2 separate regions of the Capsicum annuum genome follow, and region 1 is linked to region 2. A link is a contact called in public Hi-C data. All regions are on one chromosome and are shown on one strand. The core of a region is the stretch at or near the end of the contact, and the rest is flanking DNA. Distances in the headings are between cores, read along the strand shown. Region 1 has its middle 58 kb from the start of LOC107841532. Region 2 has its middle 83 kb from the start of LOC124887326.

What was found. Hi-C and Micro-C count contacts between places; a contact is called where the count stands out from the background.
Region 1: a contact with region 2 is called in a Hi-C map of leaf, with 3 times the contacts expected there. The contact joins two enhancer-like sites. A contact is called at or near these places in 2 of 5 Hi-C or Micro-C datasets (both in leaf).

What each region holds. Positions count from the first base shown.
Region 1 is chr9:57,781,027-57,787,172 of UCD10Xv1.1, reverse strand. No RefSeq gene overlaps it. Among protein-coding and RNA genes, the nearest start is that of LOC107841532, 58 kb to the right of the region's middle. Within about 2 kb of position 4,867, at least 1 of the 5 cell types and tissues checked has an H3K27ac peak or open chromatin away from gene starts, as enhancers often do. A contact at or near this core is called in leaf, where this site is marked.
Region 2 is chr9:57,588,483-57,595,109 of UCD10Xv1.1, reverse strand. No RefSeq gene overlaps it. Among protein-coding and RNA genes, the nearest start is that of LOC124887326, 83 kb to the right of the region's middle. Within about 2 kb of position 3,644, at least 5 of the 5 cell types and tissues checked have an H3K27ac peak or open chromatin away from gene starts, as enhancers often do. A contact at or near this core is called in leaf, where this site is marked.

The DNA.
Region 1 (6,146 bases), core at 3,618-6,117, 190 kb before region 2:
AAATTTAACTCAACAAACTCTTTACAACAATTAACAATGGAATACAAGATGAGGGAAAGGAATGATAACTTTAAAATAACTGTTTTGTATACTAGATGTAGTAGCCTGGATAGATTGAAGCTATAGGATGATTTGGAGGAAATAGCAGTAAATACACGAATTCCCTGATTAGTTGAAGAGGATTTTAACACTATCATAGATGAGTCAGAAAAACTGGGTGGACTTGCAGTGACCTAACAGGAAATAGCTGATTTTTCTTACTTATAACTTCTTGTGCATTAAATAAATTGAGATTTAAAGAAAGTATTTATACTTGGTGGAATGAAAGAATTCAGGAGGATTGCATTTTTAAGAGGTTGGATAGGATTTTTGCTAATAATTAGCTTATAAAAATCATACCTCATTGTGAAGTTCATCATTTGATCAGGCAGGGATCAGACCATGCACCCCTTCATGTTATTGAAAATACTTTACAAATGCATTTGAATAAATCTTTTAGGTTCCTAAACTTTTGAATCAAGCATAAAGACTTTCACAAAATAGTTCAAGAGGTTTGGCAGGGTAATATCTCAGGATCTCCTTATCAAGTGGTGCATGAAAAATTAAAAAAAGTTATTCTTGTTGTTTGGAGTAAAGAGACTTATGGAGACATCTTTGTGAAGGTGTCAACGCTTGATGATGTGATTAAAGTCAAGGAAGATCAATTTAAAATTCAACCCTCTCCAGAAAATAGAGAGGAACTTAGTAAAGCAGAAGCAGATTTAAAAAGAATGTTGAAGATTGAGGAGGAGTTTTCGAAACAGAAGGCTGAAATGAAATGGTTTAAAGATTCAGAAAGGAACACAAAATTTTTCCATTCATATGTAAAAAGGAGGAGAAGAAAATTATAGATTGCTGAGATACAAACAAAACAAGGAAATGTGATAACTACTCCACAGAATGTTGGGGAGGAAGCAGTGAGTGTGTTCATAGAGAAATTTAAGGAAACTCAGAGCTTTGAACAACATGAGATCTGAAATTTCATCAACAAATCCATCACAGATGAGCAGAATGATAAAATGTAAAGGCTACCAGACAAAAAAAATGTAAAACAGGTGGTTTTCTTTTTAAATGGAGAGAGTAACAGTAGAACAGATGGATTCTCAAGAGAATTTTTTCAGGGGCTGCTGGAATATCACTGAGGAAGACATCACTAACATGATCAAAGCATTATTTTATGGAAGTAAATTACCCGGATATATCACTCATACGAATCTGGTTTTAATTCCAAAGAAAGAGGTGGTAACCACTTATGGTGATTTGAGACCTATCAAACTTTGTACTTTTGTTAACAAAATTATTTCTAAGGCTATTCACTTGAGAATTGTGGAAATGCTTCCTAATATAATTTTTATTAATCAATCTGAGTTTGTAAAGGGGAGAAACATCAGTGAAAATGTTCTGCTAGCCCAGGAAATTATTAGAGATATAAATAGGATGAACAAATTTCATAATGTGGCAGTGAAGCTGGATATGGCAAAGGCTTATGATAGGTTTCCTGAAAATTTCTAGTGGTGGTCTTGAGGAGATTTGATTTCTCAGAAAGAATGATAGATATGGTAGTAAGATTAGTGATCAACAATTGGTATTCAGTGCGTATAAATGGACAGTCCTATGGCTTCTTTCAATCTTCAAGAGGTTTAAAGCAGGGTGACCCTTTGTTACCAACTTTATTTATCATTTTAGTAGAAGTTTTGTCAAGAAATCTAAATGAACTGTTTAATGATATGAATTTTATAGGTTATGGAATTCCAAAGTAGAGCCCAGATATCAATCATCTGTCTTATGCTGATACACTATTTTATTTTGCTCTGGTCATACTTATTCAATCATGAAGATGATGGGAGTTTTGAGAAGTTATGAGGAAGCTTTTGGACAAATGATCAACCTTGATAAGAGTCTACTATATTTTCATGAGAAAATTCCTAACATTGTGAGTAGCAATATCAGAAGAATTACGAAAATCAGGCAAGGTAAACTCCCTTTTATTCACCTAGGCCGTCCTATTTTCTATGGGATGAAGAACAAAGGCCATTTAGAAGATTTGATCAAAAAAGTGATAAAGAGGATTCACTCTTGGCAGAATAGGTTACTTTCTTATGGGGGAAGATACATTTTAATTACTCATGTACTACAATCCATACCCATCTACACTCTTTCGGCTATGAATCCACTTGTCAGTGTCATCAATTAGCTCTACAAGATTTTTGCAAAGTTTTTTTGGGGTAATGCTACACGTTCAAAGAATAATTACTAGGTGAGCTGGGAGGCTATGTGCTATCCAAAAAACGAGGGAGGACTTGGTTTTAGATCATTACATGATATGTCAAAAGCCTTATTTGGCAAACTTTGATGGATTTTCAGTACTTCAACTTCCTCTTTATGGGTCTCTTTCATGTGGAACAAGTATTGTAAAAAATTACATCCTTTAATTGCTAAAGAAATTGGAGCCTCATATGTCTGTGGAAAAATAATTTCTGTAAGAGAGGAGATAGAGCACAATATATGGTGGCAAATTAAAGCTGACAACTCAAGCTTTTGATCTGATAATTGGACCAAACAAAGAGCATTATATTATGTGGACGATGAGGTTTTTTAATATGAGGAAGTGGATATCAGAAGTTTTATCAAAAATGGGGATTGGAATAGGCAATCACTTATATCAGTAATTTCTGAAGAAATGGTGGACCTTATTCTGTAAACAATGAAACCCCCTATAGAAGGCTTTCAAAATGATGTTTAATGGTGGATGGGAAATACAAATGGCCAAGTTACTGTCAAATCTACCTAGGAAAAAATTAGGAAAAGGAAAGAAAAAAAAAATTATGATTTCATTTGGAATAAAAGACTGCCTTTTAAGTATAATTTCTTCCTTTGGAGGGTGTGGATGGGAAGAATTCCAACTGATGATAACCTGAAGAGAATGAATATACAGTTGGTTTCAAGATGTTGGTGTTGTGATGTTAAAAAGGAAGAGACAATGACCCATGCTCTACTAACAACCTCCTTAGACAATAGGCTTTGGAGGTAGTTTGCTCATTTTGCAGGTATTCAAATGGAGAACATGCTGCTTCAGCAAGCAATTGTGGCATGTTGGACTAAGGATTCAAGTTCAAAACTGGCAAAAATTTTTAGAGCCATACCATCCATAATTATGTGGACACTATGGAAGAAAAGAAGTTGTGTCAAACATGGGAGATCCATGTCTTTTGCATAATGGTGTTACAAGTTCAAAAGGTCATTAAAAAGATGTTGAAAAACTTATTCCCATGGATTAAAATGAAAACATGGACATGGACGGAGGTAGTTGAGATAATGAGAGCTTACAAACCTAAGCTTCACTGTCATAAGATGAGATAATGAGAGCTCACACACCTAAGCTTCACTGTCATAAAGTAATGTGGTCAAAACCAGAAATTGGACAGCTGAAATGCAAAACAGATGGGTTAAGTAGAGGTAATCTCCTATGGTTTTTATATAAGAGATGACAAGGGAGATCTAAGATATGCTAGAACAAAATGTCAGGGGTTTTGCACTAACACTGTAGCTGAAGCAATGGCTATTACGAAGGCCTTGGAATACTGCCATAATGAAAATCTCAGGGATTTCATCTTGGATACAGATTTTTTAAGTCTTAAGAAAATGATGTTGAAGCTGTGGAAAATCACTTGGGAAATAGCAGAGATCCTGGAGGAGATAAGCAAGCTAATTCAGAATCAAAATGCTACAATCTTACATACATTCAGAGAGGGGAACATAGTTGCCGATTCATTAGCAAACGAGAGCATCGAAACAAAAGGTCATCAGGAATAACATTAATTTCGACAGCTACCAGAGAAAATAAGGAAATGCATAAACATGGACAAATACCAAATTCCTCAACTGAGAATCAAAACACGCAGAGTAGTTCAACAATGAAGAATTTATACAGATCATATGTACATAACACAACAACAACAACAACTTCAAGTCAACATTCAGGAATTAAAGATACTAATCAGAACAGAAACTGGAGAGAACCTGGTCTTGGTCAAAGACCATTTTCACAGAAGAACCATGGGTTGTAAATTGAGCTACCTAGAGAAAAGAATCTAAAGGAGAAACACAAAATGTGAGAAGCTGATAGACAGAAAAATATCAACAACAACCTCGGATTCAACCGATACACCACCCATTGGAGGAAGATTCGAAGCTTGGAGCTCCAACGGCAGCACTCCATCAACATCGATAAAGGCGACGTTAAACTTCAAAGAAGAGTACTAAGTACTCTACAAGTAGCCTTTTCAATAAAAATCAAAATTAGGAAACTTGCAGCTTCCAATTTGGGCCGGGTTATTGTTTTGGATCCGTTTTGTCGGACCATGGTCTTGTTTTGTCCACTGGGCTCTTTTATTAAATAAAATGGTCTAACCGACCAACAAAAATTCATTAAAAAAAATTATGAATAGTTATATTTTGAAATAAGACGTTGTTTAACTAAAGTACGATGTGCGAAATTAATAACGACAATAAATAATATGCACATACATTTTGAAGTTAAGATATGTCAAAAAAATAAAATGTATGACTAATTATTTAAATATATAAATAATTATATAAATGAATTTAATATTTAAAAAAGATTTAAAAGACTTGATTAGTCAAATAACAATTCGAGTTTGACACAGGAAAGTCAAAATTAGGTGTCAACATCTTTCTTCGTGATCACGAGCCCGCCACATTTTTCCTATGTGATCTTGACCAATGCTCCTCGTGACCGCAAAACTTTGCCTAGCCAAGTCTCTTTTCCCATTGTCCTTCATTCTTCTTTGCGACCATGGCACCCCATCCCACGACCACGAAGGGTGAATCACTGACATTAGAATCAGAAAAAATTGGTGCCTCATTTTATCCATTTTAGTGTCCAAAACATACACGAACCCCTCGAGATGCAAATTAAATATGCAAAATCAAACCTAAAACATGGTACATACTTGCCGGCCGGAACAGTCAAATCATCTATAAGGGGTCGTCCATGCACATATTTGACCGTGAGCAGCTTCAAATCTTCAATTGAACTAATATACTACTTAAGTGATTGAATTGTTGACGAGCCCTCGTTATTTTTCCAAAATATCCACTAAAGTATTAGATCACTATTTAGACCTATTGGAAGTAGAGCTGGGCAAAGCGTCGAGCTAGCTCGGCTCAGCTCGCATGTATTTAGCTCGACTCAACTCATTTTTCTAAAAAGCTTGACTCGTATCAACTCAGTTGTTAAAGTTTAGCCTGACTCGACTTGATCAAAGCTCGATCAACCTCTACTCGGTCAAAGCTTGACTCGATTGAGCTAGCTCGGCTCAACTCGATTTAAGAAATAATATCCATTAAATAGGCTCAATCACTAAGTACATTAAAAAGTTAACTTAGAATACTATGTTAAATTAAACATTATATAATTAATATTCAAATGCAAGTAAATTATAATTAAATTTTATTAAAATGTATGTAAATTTTTAACCACAGTGTAACTTAAGTCAAATATCATCAAATCAATTTAATTGATTTTCAATAATTAATCAGACCAAATATAATACATTTTTATATATCATTCCTTGATGCAATAAATTTAAGAATCTAATTATTAATGTGGTACAATTTGTAAAAGATCCAGCTTTGAAGTTCAATTATGTAGATTTTATTTCTAGTGATGAAGATTCTAGCTCTAATTTGATGCTTAGAGTAAACTTATTCTTACGTTAAATTTTCAATGGCATTTTAATTTAATCTAAGGGTGTTAAGTGGGCCGGATCGGGTCAACCCGGAACCGGCCCATTAAAATTAATCGGTTTGTGGGCCGGGCCGGGTTGGGGTTAAGTGGGGCGGGCGGGCCGGTTTCGGGTTAAACAGTAAATTTTTAAAAACAACTCTAACCCGGTCCATTTAACCCAACCCCGTCTAACCCGCCTAAATTCGGTCAAATCCGGTTAAAAAACTGGTCAAGCCCGATCAAAAAAATTCAATATACACTATACATACACACCTATATACATTTTAAATACGTTAAACAATATATATACATTATATATATAGCATATACTACATTAGAGTTTAAAAAATATATACTC
Region 2 (6,627 bases), core at 2,395-4,894:
ATTCTTATATACTCCATCAACCAAAAGCGGTGTAATGCATAGAGATACACCCTCAACACTATAATCAAGAATAGATTCAAGAGCTTATGGCTAAATTCGCCAAGAGGATTAGACTAGAATCCACAGTGAACTCGAATCAATATAAAACACCAAAAGCCGCTTTAATTTTTGCATCTTTATAATTTGTTCATTATCTGCTTTTATTCTATTGCTTGCGAGACAGTAGATTGTTACCTATAAGCAGGCGACTATTAATGAAAATAATTACATTTCACCTCCCCTCATGTACTTTTAGTAGAAGGTTAATAACATATTAACATTATATTGAATTTTTAATTAATTTTTCATAGAGTTATAAATTTAAGAATTAAGAAACTAAATACTATAAAATCATAAGGTTTTACAGTCAATATTTCTTTTTGCATGATAATATTTTCTCATTCGTCCATACCATTAAAACAAGGGAAAAGGGTCAAATTTACCCTTCTATTTTGAAAAAATGGCTAAATATATCCTTCATCATACTTTGGGGCTAAGTTTATCCTCATGTCATACTTTGAGACCATATTTATCCTTATTATTAAGAAACTTTTCACATGTATCCTTCCTTTAATAGAAAAACTCAAATCAACATTAAATTGTCCATTTTTTAAAAATAAATCACATCCTAATCTAACTTGCGCGACTCGACCCACAACAAATGCAAAAACAAATATACCCCTCAGTTTTGTTGGTTAAATTTTTCCCGATGAGATTAAACCACTGGATATTTATCAATGCATAGCTCATGAATAATTGATCTGCATAAGTGCAGAGCTCATGAAAAATGGCACTAGACTATCAAATGCAATAGATTAGGTCCGCTGAATATTTCTCTGGATGATTGAATTAAGAGGTCTTTCTATGTGCCGATCGTGACATCTCTTCATTCGTGTCTTTATATGCAATTTATCTACACAAATTTTTCATCATGTCATTTGCTAAGAAAACTTATCCATTGATCCTAGAATCTAGATACACACAAAATTGAATACCAAATTTTAAAATTTAAACATAACTAAATAGGAACAGTGTTTGTAATAGATATTTTCTCTAGTTCTATGCTTTTATGTTATATTATTTTGTTTTACTTTTTTTTTTTTCATTTGTAAAAAACCTACCAGTGTTACACGTTGAAACAAAAATATATTTGTTCGTTGGAAAAATTCAACCAACAACATTGAGGGAGGAATATATTTATATGTTTATTTTTTATGAATCAGGTTGGGCGGATTAGACTTGGATGTGTTTTATTTTTAAAAATTGATTTGAGTTTTTCTATTAAAGGAAGGGTATATGTGAAAAATTTCTTAACAATGAGAGTAAATATGGCCTCACAGTAAATTTGGCTCCAAAATATGATGAAGGATATGTTTAGCAATTTTTTAAAAATAGAGGGATAAATTTGGTCTTAAATTATGACAACAAGGATAAATTTAACTTCAAAGTATAACGAAAGATATATTTAGTTAATTTTTCAATACTGTGGGATAAATTTGACATCTTTCACTTACAAAAAGTAAAGAACAATATATTTTCTTAATTTCAAAATAACTTACCAAAATTTTTTCATTTTATTCTTAATGACAATTTTTTACGATCACGCGAATATTATGACATATTTAAAATCATAAATTTTTAAAATTTTATAATTACAAAAATATTATGGCATATTTAAAATAACTAAAAAAAAGATAAAGATCTTGTTTTATTTGTTAATGTGCGTGCTGAATCAAACGACCACTTTTAGCTTACTATTTTCCTTTTGTTTTATTTGGCTCTCTTTTTTAAAATATTGATTTTAATTTAGTTGTTTCATTTATAAATCAAGAGAATCTTATTATTTCCTCTTGTTCAAATTAAATGAATTGTTGAACTATTTTTAAGTGTCCAAATAAATGAATTATTGATTATTCAAGAGACATGTTGAAAATTTCTTTTAATTTTACCATCTCATTTAATAAGGTTCTTAAATACTTTACATTTTTTAGGAGAATAAATTTAAGATAATTAAAAGGATAATAGCGGGAAGTAACGTACAATTTATGTCCTAAAAGATTTTTCTTAAGAGATTTGTTATATTTCAACAATTCATTTATTTTGGAGTACATGAAGTATGTTGTTTCATTAGTACCTTCATCATTAAATGACTATTCAAAGTATATATACTCAAATTTATATTTTTAAAATATAATTAATAAGATTAATTTGATAAAATAAATAATTAATAAATATTTTTTAAAGGGGTATTAAATTGATAAGGATCAACTATATATTTTAACACGGAAGGTGTAATAAATTGAGATATTGACATAAACTATCTTAAAAGTATAGTCAAAGATATGTATTAATAGTGACACTTTTTAGTGCATGAACAACTTAATTAGAAGAAAGTGTCATTGTTTTAATGTCCACTTTTATCCATTAACTGGTTGACAACTATTCTAGATTTTCCACTAAAACGATGACCTACTAGTCAAACAAGCCATTCCCTTCTTCATAAGTGGGCTTGGGAATTTCAAGTGTGCAATAAATATTTTGATGTATGTGGTACGTACTATTGCGATATCTATTTTGTGAGGAAATTATTTAAGTTGGAGTTGAAAAGACAGCTACTTTTAAAAAAGGCAAAATAGCTTGGTGATTTTTTGTAATTGATCTGATTTGTGAAGTGAATACTTCTGATTAACCCTTTGTCATTTGAATCCCTCAATTTAATAAAATTTAATATTTTAAATTCTATTTCGATGTGTGTAACACAACCATCTCCACATCATTTTTAAAATTACATCAAATTTCACGTCATTTTTAAAATGCTACATAAGAAATTAAGTATAAAATAAATTTAATTAAATATTTTTTTTATAAATTCTAGAAAAATTGAAATAATCACATTTTCATTTTTGCTCACAAATTAAGCATCAAATTCATTTCAGGTAATTAAAATTTCTTTCCAACTAATTTAAATATTTAACTATAAATTCATATATATATATACATAATGAATTTTCGATTTTTAAATTGAATATCTTTAATAAATTCATAAAAACTTTAAGTTTTTTCAAGCTTATTCATGAAATTCACTAAGTTTTCAATATCCGTTATCTCTTACTTTCAATTCAAATTAGACCAACATGGGTTTTGGAGCAGTGGATGGAGCTGCTTCACCCTTAACCAGAGGTCGAGAGTTCGATCCTGGGAATGGAAAAAATTTTGTTAGGAGCGCTGCCACTTTAATGGGCTATATCCGAATTAGTCGGGGCTTCAATGCGGGCACCGAACACCGAATGGGAAAAAAGAATTAATTTAAATTTTAATCCAAAAAAATATATGAAAAGATTTCAAATTTAAATTTTAATTCAAAAAAAATATGAAAAGATTTGAATTGAAAAGAAAAATTTTTAAAATAAAATAAAAAGTGAGCTGTTTTTTTGGTTTGGGGGGAAGGGCTACAGCGGAGAAATTGGGGAGGGGGCAGGTGCGATTTGGGGGGTGGGGGGTTGGCTGCTGTGAAGGAAGGGGGTTGGGAAGGGTTGTAGGTGGGTGAGGGCTGGTGCATTGGGCGTGGGGTGGCCGGTGTGAAGGAAAGGGGTGGGGAAAGGGCTGTAGGTGGTGCTGGGGAGGGAGCTGAGGGTGGGGGTGCTGGACGGGGGTAGGGGTGGGGTGAGGAATACTGGACGGGGGTGAGGGGTGAGGAGTGGGGGTGGGAGGTGTTGGACGGAAGTGGGGCGAGGAGGTGAGGGGGTGCTGGACGGTGGGGAAATGGGTTGGGGCACTTTAAAACCTTTTTTCTTTTTTAACATTTAATTATTTTTTATTTTAAAAAAAATAAATAAATTAAAAAAATTATACCACGCGCTTAAAAAATGCGTGTAAACACGCGTTTTACCAACTCAGACATGTGTTTTGCCAACTCAATAATTTAATGTCATAAATGCATAAGAAGGTTCAAAATATTGAATTTTAATGAGTTGAGGGGTTCTGATAACAAATGACTACGTAGAAGTATCCACTTTACAAACGAAAATAAATACAGAGGTGCACCGAGCTATTTTGCCTTTAAAAAACATTATGATTTTTATTCAGACAAAGACAAAATATTTCAAATGAAATTCGTCTATCGCCAAATACTCTTTTTCATTTGTTACTCCACATACTCTTTCTTCAATGTCAATGGAATATTGTACAAACACCTACAATTTCTCTTCAAAATGGCAACTTCAAAATGGCAAGTAAATTGTAAGTATAGACAAATAATGCTTTTCCTTCATATAAAAACATATAAGTAAAATCCATATTCAAATAATTTTTTTTTCCAAATACTCTTTTTCAACTTCTACTTCACACTCTTTTTCAATAAGGACACGTGGAAACCTAAAAAATAAATGCAGGGATATAAATTATATGAATTTCCATATATGCCATTTGTCGTCCACCAAAGCTTTCACTTATTAAAGCATGTCAAACGGGTCGGGTTGACCCGGCCCAAACCAGCCCATTTAAGAAAATCAGTTTGATTTGACCCAGCTCAATCAGCCCATGGATTGTAGGATATCGGGTACCAGGCCGATTTATTTTTTTGGTTGGGCTCGGTTAATCCGACCCGGACCAAGCTCGGTCCGGGTTCATCGATTAACCGGCCCGATTTACTTTCTTTAAAAAAAGAATTGGGCTTTGAACCGTTGGGCCCAAACTAGCTGTTGGTCCAACGACTATATAGTCATTTTTGGATCCAAACGGCTAGTTTGGCCTTTTTTATTAAAAAAAAATAAAATTTACTTTTAAAATTTTTTTTAACCCCAAAAAGGTTAAAAAAAATTCTATAAATATGCTACACTTTCAAATCATTTTCCACACAATTTTTCATTCTCTCAATTCTCGTTCTCTCTCAATTATCAATTCTCAAACATTCTATATGTTTAATTTTGCTAAAGTTCTCACTTTAATTTTTTAATTTTGCGATTACGAAGTACGAGTGGAAGTTTCTAAAGTCGCAACCTTCGGATACTTCCAAAATTTGGTATTGTCGTTCCATCTCTTACGTTTAATTTTTATTTAATGTATTAATTGTTGAATATTTAATTTTATTACATTTGTGTATTTTGAATTTTTTTAGTTTAATTTATATTATGAATAAATTAAGAAACCTCGTTACTAAAGATGTTAAAATTTTTGTCCCGAAAGTGGTAGTGGTAGTAAAAAGTGAATTACTACCGGTAGAGGTACTTCAAGTAATAGATATACCCGTGTGCCTTCGGCGCCGCTTAGTCAACCTTTTGAGGAAGAAGTAAGCGTACCTTTAGGTGTAGGAGCCCACGATATTAATTATGTAGAAGCTCAGAAAAATTACGGTATAGAAAAAAAATAAAGTAGATGCGGTTAATATAGACGAAGATGATGAAAATATTGGTGAGACACCCACAGTAGAAAAATGCTAACGTTAGATTTGAATCGGTTAATCTCTCTCTCCGTCCTCCCCGTGCCCCAAGAGCTCGTAAAACAACTAGTATTGCATGATAATTTTTTGAACGTATATCAGATACTGAGGTGTAATGCAATATTAGTCAACAAATATATAAGCATAAAAGCGGAGGCAAGCAAGGGGGTACGGGTACGTTAATGAGACATATAGGTGATGCTCACGAAAGAGAGTTAAATATTGCACGAGCTGGTGCGGATGTTAGTGGGCCAACGCAAACTAGAATGGACCCAGCAACCGGTCAGGTAATGAAGAAGTATAATAAATTGAGAGACCGGGAAGAAATAATTTAAATGGTAGTTGTGGGTTGTTTGCCTTTTAGTTTTCATTCTTCTGATGTCTTTATTCATTATATTCAAGCAATTTTTAATCTTATGTTTAATGGTATTCCTAGAAGTACTTGTCGGGCCGATATTTTTAGACTTCATTCACAATATTATTTTTATTTATCAACATTGTTAAAAAAACATTCAATATAGAATGTCCCTAACTTCTGATCTTGGGCGTACTGTAAATAAAAATGATTATTTAACTATTACTTGTCACTATATAGATAGTAGTTTTATTATGCAAAAATGTATTCTTACTTTTTTATATGATTAAGATTGTTTACTGGAGATTTTACTGTTGATTCGATTGTTAAAGTTGCAGAATTTTATGGTATCGAAAATAAAATCTTATATATTGCTTTTGATAATGCTTCTAACAACAAGACTGTTATAACAAAATTAAAATCTAAGTTATCTCTGCCGTTACCTGAAATTTTTCATATTAAGTGTGCATGTCATATATATAATTTAATTGTAAGAGATGGTCTTGAGTTTTTTGAGTTTTATATTGAAAAAATTCGGCTTGCCGTTGATTTTATTTAAGGAAATAATCCCAGAAGTAGAATTAGAGACTTTAAACTTAAATGTTAACAAAATAGACCTGCACCGATATTGATGCCTGAAGAATGTGAAATTAGATGAGATGCTGCGTATGATTTTTTAAAAACTTGCTATAAATATAGAGTTTCTATTACACTATCTTTTAACCAATATTGTGGTTCGTTTGCTGATTCTGCTGATTGCATGTTACATGATTCTGATTGGGTTGTAATTAATGAT